Regions from separate parts of the Anas platyrhynchos genome. Here region 2 is linked to region 1. A link is a contact called in public Hi-C data. All regions are on one chromosome and are shown on one strand. The core of a region is the stretch at or near the end of the contact, and the rest is flanking DNA. Distances in the headings are between cores, read along the strand shown. Region 1 holds the start of NUMB (NUMB endocytic adaptor protein). Region 2 overlaps NUMB (NUMB endocytic adaptor protein).

The links. A called contact is a pair of places that touch in the nucleus more often than the background predicts.
Region 2: a Hi-C map of liver shows a contact between it and region 1, with 2.7 times the contacts expected there. The contact joins the enhancer-like site here to the promoter of NUMB in region 1. A contact is called at or near these places in 2 of 8 Hi-C or Micro-C datasets (liver and skeletal muscle).

What each region holds. Positions count from the first base shown.
Region 1 is chr5:35,143,595-35,149,559 of IASCAAS_PekinDuck_T2T, forward strand. NUMB (NUMB endocytic adaptor protein) reads left to right here and starts at 2,866. Exons shown (of 10, transcript XM_072038809.1): 1 at 2,866-3,012.
Region 2 is chr5:35,185,276-35,190,728 of IASCAAS_PekinDuck_T2T, forward strand. The region is part of intron 1 of NUMB (NUMB endocytic adaptor protein); the gene reads left to right. Among named protein-coding and RNA genes, the nearest start is that of NUMB, 42 kb to the left of the region's middle. Within about 2 kb of position 2,891, at least 3 of the 8 cell types and tissues checked have an H3K27ac peak or open chromatin away from gene starts, as enhancers often do.

The DNA.
Region 1 (5,965 bases), core at 1,616-4,115:
GTTTGGGTGAGGCTTTTCCAGGGCAGAAGGATTGTAAAGGATTCTTTCTATTCATATCCTTTCTGTATTAATTATGGCAAGTGCACAGCTTTGCTCATTAACTACATGCATGCCATCTATTTCAAAATGAACACGTAGCAGTTCTGACATACAGCTGTGACATTCAGCATTTGGTTCTTCGGTGCGTTTCTCCTTTTCAGAGGTGTTGCAAAAGACTTTCTCCTTTCCTGGTAAGTGGGCAAAAAAGCTGTCTACACTGTGTTTTTTTCTGAAGTACTCTGAAATCGCTTGCTCACCTCTGACGCAGCATATCAGATGGAAATATCTGTTCAAACAGGATGTCTTGGTTTAGCAACCATATTGTTCAGGTTTGCTCAGAGCATGACAGCAGAAAGCCTACGTAGTACTTATGTATTTGTTTCCTGTAGTATATTTGTGTAGCTACTAGAGGCTACTAGAGGCACATTTTTGAAACATTTTTTAAACATTTTTAGAGCTCATCCACACACACAAGCTCTCACATTCTACCTCAATTGTCAAAAAGATGGAATTCCTCTGGGGTGAGCACAGTCATAGCAGCATAAAAATGCTTATGTTGTAGTATTTATACTGGTATGGCTTGTTCCTAGAAGGGATAGTATTACAGTGTGATTAGAGAAGGGAGATTTAATCACCAACATTGTTTTAGATAGCCAATAGGAAAGAATGATGTTAAGCCTCCGGGTACCTGCACTGAGGACTTGGAGTTTGTATTAGCATGAGTGCGCGTGTAATGTACTCTCAGGTCCTTAGGGGATGGCATACTATCCTACTGTCCTGGTGAGACCAGAAAGGATCTCTTGTCTAAGACAGCACCAGTGACAGGTGCACGTGGGCAACACATACATGTAAACAGCCAGGGCTGTTAATCCAGCGTATTAGTCTTGGAGCTCTCTTTTAAAAGGTGGAAAAGGGCCAAGGGCTGGATATCTTGGGTGTGCTATGAAGTCTCTCCCAGTGCTCCATTATCCATCAGGATTAAAGAACCTTGAAGCTTTGCTTCCAATATCAGGCCTTGGAGAATTCATTTGCCTCCTCTCATGGAAACTCTCCACAGGAAGACTGACTACACAGAACGCGCCCCGCGGATGAGCGTGGCGAATGGGCAGTTTGCTGTGTTGCATGCTCAGTTTGTTCAGTTAGGTGACCTCTAGGGTCACGGTCCTTTTCCTTTCCCACCACAACCCCCTTTCCCTTTGGTTCCCAACGACTACATGGGGAGTTACGGAGATACAAATAGTCCAGCAGAAAAGTGGTAATAGCAACAAATGGATTTAAATATCCAGCAAATATTTGTGAAAGCTATATATAGCTGAAGCATGTATTAGAATTTCATTTACAATAGTGTGTCCTTACCCACCCTCAAATCCTCACTTGGAAGCAGAGCATCTTTCTAATACAAAGATTATTGCTTGGAAATTAAGGCTTAAGGCACCATGTTTTGTCAAAAGTTTACTCAAAAATATGGAGATTATGAATAAGATGAAGAGTGAAACCAAAGATATTGGGCATGCAACATACTAAGACCTATGCGAGGTCAGAAATGACTCTGGGTTTCATAACAACAGAAGAAAACTCAGGACTGGTAGAAATATCTGTCTAGTCATTTTGCAACACTGGCTCCAACATAACTGTGTTGTGCTGGTGGCTGAGAGCAGCACTCTGAGAAGCAGCTGTGAGAAGGAGGGCAGCTATCTGCTTTGGGTTTGCTTTCCAAGCAGAGTGACACGCAGAGACGTAAAAAAATAAATAAAAAAAAAAAGGTAAGTAAAGTAAATTCTTGTGTTTTTTTTTTTTCTTAATTTAATCCTTGAACATGCAGGGATCTGGGGGGACAGAGCATCGTTCTGATAGCTGGGGTTTGTGCCAGCCTCCTGCTTCTGCCCCAGCACCTCCACGTGAACTCGGTAGATGACCTTGTGGGCGACGCTGTGACATGACCACGGCTTCCAGTTCCCGTATGTCCTGGATGCGCGCTGGGTGACACTCGGCCTTTGTTGTTCTGTCCCTTTGCTTGGTTTAGAGACAAAGAGGTGTGAGGTGCACGCAGGGAGAAGGTAACGAGGATAAAGACACAGCGAAACCTTACGTAATTTTTTGCATTTCAACTTCCTGATTTGATTTCTTTATTTTATTTCTCAGCCCCCAGCAGGGCTCTGGCCTGCATTCCGGCTGAAATCGCTGCTCGGCAGCCCGCTGAGCGCCGCGGGGCACAGGGCTGGCGGCGGGCGAGGCGCTGCGAGGCACCTGGCGCTGCCCCCGCCCGGCCTGCTCCTGCCCCGGGGCCTCGGGGCAGGCGAGCGGAGCGCCTTCAGCTCCGGGCACGGGGGTGAGCGTGTGACCGAGCGGCCGCAGCTGCGGGAGGATCCCCGGGGGCCAGAGGCGTCGCCCCGGGCCCCCATTGGGGTAACGGAGCGGCACCGGGCCCTGCGGCGGCACCGGGCACCGCGGCGTGAGGGCGACCACCGGGACCGGGCGGGCTCCGCGGGCGGCCCCCGGGCCCGGGGCGCGGTTTCTGGCCGGACCCCACGGGCCGGACCCCGCCGCTCCCGGCCCCCGCGCAGCGCGGCCGCCCCCGCCCCACCGCAGCCTAAGCCCGAGCGGAGGGGAGGGGGGGGGCGGGCCCACCGCCTCAGCTGGCAGCTCCCGCAGCCAATCGCAGCGCTCCCCTCCGGCCCCTTCCCCCAATCAGGAGCGGCCGCTGGAGAGTGGGGGCGCCAAAGCCTCGGAGTGAATAAAACACCGGGGGCCCGTGGGCGGGGGGGGAGGCGGGCGTTGCGCTTGGACGAGCAGCCGGGCGCACCAATCGGCGGGCAGAGCGGCGGGGAGGGCGGCCAATGGGGGCGCGGGGATGGGCGGGGGCGGGTGCAGCAGCAGCAGCAGCGGCGGGGCCGGGGGGGGGGCGGCGGCGGCGGCGCTGCTCGGTGGCGGAGGGCGGCGGCTGAAGAGGCGGCGGCGGCGGCGGGCGAGCAGGTGAGCGCCGCCGGGCCGGGCCGGGCTGGGCCCAACCGAGCCGAGCCGCGTTGGGCCGGGCAGGGCAGAGCCGGCGGGGGGCGATGCCTCAGGTGGGGGGGAACCGGGGGAGAACCGGAGGGCGCCGCCCGGTCCCCGCCCCGCTGCAGGGGGCGGCGGGGAGCGCCCGGGTGGGGCCCCGCGGGGCGGCACAGGTGGGGCCGGGGCGCTGCCGAGCCCCCGCAGCGCTTCCGGGGCTGCCCCGGGACCCCCCCCCCGGGGGCTGCGGGGTCCCCGCTGGGCGCTGCGGCTCCCCCGGGGCCGGGGTTTCATTTACGGAACGTGCCGGGAGCGCCGCGGAACGGGGCCCGGGGGGTCGGGGGGCTCCGGGGGGGGGTTGTGCCGGGAGCCTGCCCTGCCCCGGTTGTGCCCCGTGCGCCTGGGCTCAGCCGTCAGGGCTGGGAGATGCTCCCGGCCCCGAACAATGTCCGATTGTCGGCCCGGCTCGGGTTTTCTGGTGGTTTTCCCTCATTTTTTCGGTCTTCCTGCCTCGCCGGCGAGGCTGCTGAATGAGAGGGTAAAATGGAAGGCGCAGTCATGCTGCTTGGCCATAATACTACTCCGGCCGCGGCTCGTAGGGAAAAGGGTAAATATTTAAATGGGTTCCTGACTCATCGCTGCTGTTTGACTTATTGATCCGTGGTTACTGCTGAAATGGGCTCTATGCTTATGCAGAAGTTAATTGTTGCCATAGAGAAGCGGTATTGTTTTTCGGCTCATTAGTGTGGGTTTTCCATTTCTTCATCTCTTGGCAATCCTCGCTGGACGTGCTGCTTTTTCTTCCCCCTAGCGAAAATCTCACGGAGGAAATAAAAGATGATGCGAGTAAAGTCCAAAAAAATGAGTCCGTGTTCATCCTTGTTGGTGATTCTCTAATTGTTTTCATAGCTGGAGTTATCCTACAGCAAGCTCTGTTTCATCTGCAATTCCATAAAGCCCTGGTTTTAAGCCTCAGCAAAACTTTGATTTGTGGAGCTCTAAGCAGAACACCTCAAAGAAGTTTTTTTCCCTAAAGCTTAAATAAGAGATGCAATTCAAATCAAACATCTATTATGCTTATTAGCTGTCTTTTTTTTTCTTTTTCCCAGCCTGGGAATCACTTCCCTGCATTTATTACTTCTCTTAAACGTGTGGAAGCTGAAGGTGCGTGTAAACTAGACAGTAGACAAGTTTATCTTCTTACTCTGGTGTTGTTAAACCTTCTGGTGTTGTACTAGTACCTGGCAGCGTTATGCATTTAGGAAGAAGAAAAACAACCCAGCGAGCCACATTGGGCTCTCAAAACTCCCAAGACTTGCCAGCGCTATATTTTGTAGCGCAATACAGCTGCCTGCTGCTGGAATGATCTTTACGCACTTTTCTTCCCTACCAGAATGAGAGTGGCAGATTTAAGAACTTGATGAAATAAAAGTCAGTCCAAAAGTGCTTGCCTCCCCAGTAACGGGCTAGGAGGAATACAAATGTGAGGTTTTAGTTGCGTGTTCTTAGCAGCCTGTTACAGCACTGTACAGAATTCTTCAATTCTGCCTGTAGCTGCTTTTATTCCACCACTAATATTGGTGGAGCTGCATAATATTTAAAAAAAACAGCATTTTTTCCTAATGCAATAAAAAAGTTTATTTCCTGCACTCTAGGAAAGCTGTTCTACAGCATCTCTAAGGTGAGAGATTCTTGTAGCAGCCTATGTATTGTAGCAGCTCATGTATTTGGTAACTTTTGGGGTCCTACTGTGCTTATTTCACTCACCTGACACTCTGACCTTGTTTGCTTTTAATTTAGGGAGGGATTAAACATTATTTATTCTGCTTGTTTATCAAGCAAGCATGGTTTAAGCTAATATGGAACTGTGGCTTTAGTCTTGCTTTTGGAGTCTATAATGACTGGTGAATGCATTAAAATAATAGATACTTCTTCAGTCCAGGGATCTGGATGTTTAATAACTGAAATTAGAGCATATTGTCTTTCTTTTTCTGCAGAACACAAAGTGTAAAGTCAATCAAGCTGAGACTTTAACATGTCCTCCACAGCCATGTTACTGCACTACCACCAGAGCAGCTTTGATTTCTCTGGCAATGCTTTCCCCCCAAAGAGCTATTATTCTCTGTCACTCCCTCTTTGCTGATCCAGCTGAGAATGGTGGTACAGAAAATATTGAACTTGAGTTGGATCGACTGCCTGAACTGGCTGGCTTTGTGGCTATGCAAGCGTTACTGCTCGTGCAGGAGGAGGAGGCTGTGACCACTCTTCTCCAAAGCAGCTCTCTTAGTTTTGCTGAAGCTTGTCAAGATCTTGGCAGTTTACGCTGGGGCTGCAGTGGTACTGCCTCCTCCTTGCCTATGCATCTTCCCCTGCTGGCATGGGAGTCTTTGCAGCCATGAGTTAATGTCAGGGAGTTACAGGGCTGGTGTAATGAATTGCTTTTTTGCTTTGTTAGGTTTTGGCTGGATCATGTTTCTGAACTGGCTGCCCCTTGAGTGGGTGAGGAATAGGGTGGGAGATGGGGCCGTAGTAGTTCTGACCTAAATTTGCTTGAGCTTCTCTGGAACTGTACCTTTCCATCAAATGTTTTGGGTTAACAAAGACCTCTAGGAAGCTGTTTTGTGTTGGCTTGGCTGGTAAAAACTCAAACTGGAGAGTGTTCTTCTGTTTTTCTCAGCTGACATGTTGGTGTGGGTGGTGACAGTAACAAGGGAAGGGTGAGGAGCTAGGGCCAGGCTGAGGGCAGTAACCTTGGACTGACACAGCCGTGTCTGGAAGAGGAAGTTTGTTCTCACCTTAATTGTGGCATCCATCAAATACCCGTTTTGAACTGATACTCTTTTCAGCGTGCACTTAAAGCAGATGTTGCATCAGAAACAAGAAAACTTTTGTAACAAACAAGATCAGGAGGATTATTCCGCTGTGCAGTAGGCAG
Region 2 (5,453 bases), core at 1,641-4,140, 42 kb after region 1:
TTAGGTTTCCCAGAACTATTTTGGTGTACCTGACCCAGAAAGAAGACTGTGAAGGCCCTTCCTGTTGTGTCGCTTGTGTACCTAGCATGAGGGGATGTGGGTGGTGTAGGGAATTTGTAGGGAGTGTCTCAGGCTGTCTACCACAGCATGCCTCAGAGCTGCATTCTCCTGTTCTGCTCTGTCTGTTGCAGGGGTTTCCCATTTTGTTCTGTGAATTTTTGAGAATTGTATTACCAGGTTTTATTTGTGTATAGTGCAGCCGGCCAAGACTGTGTGGGGACTTCTTAAAACAACAGACACTTTTCACATGGTAAGTTAAGTGCTATGGAAACCCAGGACTTCGTTTTATAGGTAAAAGTGAGAGCTCATGGGAGGCTTTTTTTTCTCAAATCCTGGATATACTGAATTCAAATTGCTAAAGAAGATACTTGCTAGCACTTCTCATTGAAATAGACACAACCATGTAGTCTCAGTTTTGCTTAGCTTTCTTTGACCAGTTGAGTGTTCATTTTCTGATCTACACTTGTGAACTATTGTGAACTATTTATGAAAAACTGAATGCCAGATCTTTTTACCTTAAGATTGTGGGAGTTTTAAAGTTTGAGAAATTCTACTAAAGTTTGTACATGAATTTCTAGGCACCCTTAGGAAGTTTATTCCTTTCTTTAAATGTGCATCCTAATCTAGCTGAGGACATGATGTAGCAATGCTTTTCAAGTTCTTTGAACTCATCTCTACTAAAAGTTTTATTTAATGAGGTCACTAAATAATATTTATTGCTGTACTCATAGCGGGAATCTTCAACTACTTACAATGTAGTCAGAAAACCCTTTTCTATTTACTGATATGTTGAAACAGTTTGACTCTTTGAAATGTATTAAAGAAATGCTTTATCTTAGCATTGTATTTAGTAGAGCAACCTCAAATGTTTCCGTAGTTAGAAAACTTGAGCCTTGCTTGGATTTCATTTTGTCCACCACGGAATATTCTCAGTACACTGATCCATAATTCAAAATCCATTTCTTTTGTGATATCTGTCAATAATTAGCTACTTTAAAGCTAGATAAGGTGCACTTAGTAATAGCTGTGCTAACTATAAAGTAGTTTGTTTTTTAAAAAAACTTGTTTCAGTCTGTATTTCTGTAGTGTTTTTCCCCTCAGACCTAGGATGTTATGCAAAGTCAATAATGCTGACACACATTGGCTACTTCCATAATCTATGGGTAATGTATATTTTAAAGATTCAAAAAACACTTTATTTCCTTTTTTCGCCACCCCCAAAATAATTGTATAAAGGAGAATTGAAGCTAGAGCACTTGGCTCTGATTTTGCACCGGAGTGGGCATGGATTCACTTTACATAGAGTGCATCAATCTGGGATGCTTAGGTTTTATGGAGGTGTTTGGTCATCCCTTGCTGATACACTGCGTTTCTCATAGCCCCTTTCAGAGTGCCCCTTCAGAGAGAAGGGCAGCAATGCTGAGAACTTCACATGTTGTAGCTATTTTAATCTTACCAACATGGCCATTTTTATGTGTAATGTAATATTACTATCCAGCAGGAAATATACCCTCCTACTGTGAACCTCCAGACTAGCCAATGTTTTAGGAATGCTTTCTGACCTTCTTTCCAGCATCAGGGAAATCAGTATGTCAAATATCCCTGTTTTGCACAATCCCCACCCTTCCACCCACTTAGGAAAAAAAATTTACAAGCTTGCTTTAGATGTCCTGATTCTTGTGAAATGTAAGATTATTTTTTTTCCTCCTATTTGTATTTTAGTTGTTCTGTACGTCTAGAAAGAGTTTCTTAATTCTAGGTGTTTCTAAGAGAGGGCCTTAGCAGTAACAAATTTTATAAAAATCCCTGTTAGTAGAAAACTCACTTAACTACTGAGAATATTTTGAACGGTAAAAATACTCTTGACAGAACAGCATCCCTGAGAATAAAAAACAAACAAATTAAAAACAGACTAGGCAAACATTGATCAGATGTATATTTGTCTGTGAGTAGAATCTTTTAAGTATGGGCAGATATAAGTATGTTCTGTAAAGTTAACTGAGTAATAAGGTCACTCAAATCTTTTGGGGTGTTTTGCTGTATTAGGTAAATACGGAAGGATGGAATCAGTGCCCAAATCAAGTTTAAACTTGTGTTGTTTGAAAACTTTTAAAGGTTAAATTCAGTATTCTGGAAGTTGCCACTAGATCAAATATTGTAGACATTCATTTTAATAAAATATATGTCTTCAGTCTGAGTGCTTTGTCAAGTTAGTAACCTATACTTGGTTTTTTTACAGCAGAAGCAGGGCAGGAATGAGGTGGAGCAGCTGTGGGATTGCCTTTTGCTTCAGACTTGGGTTTGCAGTGCAAAACCCTGAACTCAGACACCTCTTCTGACTTGGTCCTCGTGCCTTGTCTTACCAGTCACTCCATTGCCAGTTAATGTGTTTTTTTTTTCACAAATATTCTTCTGTCTGGAAAAGATAATTCAGCAATGGGATTGCAGACATCAGTATGTAATATACAGGGAAAATTGCCTGTAAGCCCCGTCCCCTGATCTCTTCCCTAACCTCATCCAGCTCATGCTCTGCTTTCCTGGCAGTTCGGAGTGCGTGGGCCTCAGCGTAGGCCGCTTCCCGAATCTCCTCCTCTTCCTTCATTTTATATTGCTGTAGCTTTATGTGCAGTTATTATCTGGGTCTTTTGCATATGGCTCCAATCTCCTTCTGTATCTACAGAGCTGGATATTTATAGCAAGCCAGCCTAAGTACATTATTCCAGCGGTGAGAAGCTGATTGAGTACGTATTGTGATTCCTCTTGCGCCTACGTCAGTGAACAACTGTTGGGTTTTGGCATGCGTTGCATTCCTGGGTGTGGTTGTAGGACAATCCAAGATAGCCTCGGTTATCTTGGCTTTGTTACAGCAGCCCGTCACAGCATAGAGGTTCACATTATAGGCAGCGAAAAGCCCTTCATTCCAGACTGAAAATGTTTTGTCACCTTTGTCTTCAATTTATTTATTTATTTTTGGTAAGATTTGAGAGGGAGAAGTTACATGAGTAACTTGTAGGCCTGGTGTAGTTCACAAACTCCTATTTTTTGTTTGTTTTTAAATATTGTGAGTCACAGGCAGAAGTTTGGTCTTGGACATAGTTGTTTCTGCTTTTCAGCTTCAGGGTTCAGAATCCTGTTTATGCTGAATTTCATTCTGTTCTTTCTACTATGGGTTTGGGAGGTTTCATCTTCCAATATTGGTATGAATGGTCTACTTTCAGCCAGTGTGAATGTTTAATCTTGAGAAGCTAAAATGCAAATTGGTCGGCCAGCACAGGACTCAGCTGCGAGTTAACACTGAATGCAGAAGGACCGAGTATGAGAAAGCAAATGAGGAATGAGCATGGAAAAAGGAAACCCCCAGTAACTGTCAAACATGACGCACGGACTGCTGCCCCGTCGTATGACAGGGAACTCCCAACAGACAACGTGAATATGAGTGTGCTGGAAGCTGTTGTCACTTCGTAGTGTTGGTATCGCTCAAACTCAGGACTTGCAAAGGCTAAGAAAGTTTGTGTTGTCAGACACTGTGTACTTCATAGAAATGTTTCTATATAATCCCTGTATAAACAGTGCTGAAGGTCAACTTCCAGCGCTCTTACTTGGTGAGCGAGAGCAAGAGAGAGGTGGAAGAAGAGAATCTGATGCTTGCAAATGTGCCATTTTTCTTTATAGGGTATTTTCTCATAGACAGTGAGGAAACAACAAAAAAATAAAACTCATTCAAATACTTAAGCTCTTTAATAACAGGGAAGATTGAGTGACTAAACTAGGCTGCCCTTGCAAATTCTTCTTTTTCAGTTAAGGCTTCTTTAATGAAATTTATTTATGGTTGGAAAATGTTGAGTCTAAATAACTGAAGAGCATGTTATTGCATAGATGAATGATCTTTTTGTGTGATGTGTGTGAGTTTACCACTTTGCCTAACCACTGGAAAAAAACAGTTTGGCATAACTCTTAAATATCCTTGGTGTGAAGGCTGAATAAAGGTGGTTTGTGGCTTCCAACTGTCTTTTTGAGGCATGTAATTCAAATGCCTGTAGTCACTTGCATAATTTTGCTGTCATGAAGCTAAATTGGACAAAGAAACATACATGCAATAGCTACTTAGCTTTTTTTTTTTCTCTTAATTTATGCCAGTTCTCTGCTGCTGCTCTTTCTAAGTAGGATTCCAACTTCTCAGTCTTGATGCTGGTAAAATAGAGTGATAAAATGCTTATATTTAGAAGGAAAGGCTTTATATAAATGCTGTCAGCATCTCTGTCTACAGTGGTAAGTTAGGCTGCTACAAATGCTGAAAGAAGACTATTATAGAAAGATGACAAGCTCTGTAGTCCTCATCTGAGAACCCTTTTCCTCTCCAGAAAAATAATACTGCTGGAGAAGACCACTGCCTGGAATAGTGGCAGCTGTCTGGTGTGATGTGTGCAGCCCAGGAAAATGGTAGGGAAGGTGCTGCTGCACAGATGAACTCAGGAGGTGAAGTTCCCAAAGTCAGTAGCTGGACACAAAGCTTGGAGACAAAATTCAGACACATAACTGTGTCTTCAGGTTGGGGACTGCTCCAGCAATTAGCCAGGATGGTACGCTGCTGCTGCAACCAAGTGTGTTGGAGCTGAGAAGATAAAGAACAAACCATGAGCAGGGCAGAAGGATGACACTGGAATATAAATGCGGCTCCTGAGAGATGATCAACCTTGGATGCGATGAAAGTTACCCTTTAAGAAGTGACAGGAGGTGTTCACACCCATCTGTGCTGGGAAATGCACCTAGGGAGAGCCCACAAATACTGATGTAGGCAACCACAGGTTGAACTCGGTGCTTGGTGATGTATGGTCACAAGACAGTAGCAGCCATGAGTTAACCAGGGGTGAACAGTGGTGTGGGTTGAGTGGACTTTCTGTCATGTGCACTTGTGTTTTCTGGCACTTATGTTTTTAGTGATAGTTAATGTCAAAGGGATGTAAGGTGATGCTGGTCCCCCAGGGACTGTGGTCAAGATCTGCTCTTGTGGAACTTGCCAATGTGAATGGATTATGATTTCCTGAGGAGACCTGATTTTTGGCATAAGTTGGCTTTTATCTCAGTTCAGTACCTATATCACTGGCTGACTGTGTGCATCCCCTGCTCCTAAGTTCATTCCTGTGAATGTAGTAAGGTAAAGTGTAATGTATGTGGGGGAATTACAGGATAATTGAGGAATGTGTAATTGTGAGGGAAGGCAGTGTTGTTTTCCACCTAACTTTAATGACATTGTAAATGGTGGTATCTATGTTATCAATGCCTGATGTATGAAGGACAACTGCATGTTCTGCAAGGAATAGAGAATTTTGTATGGTTTCTGGACTAATAAAAGGAAGGCAGAAGGCACTGTTGAGAAATGTGATCTGTGTATA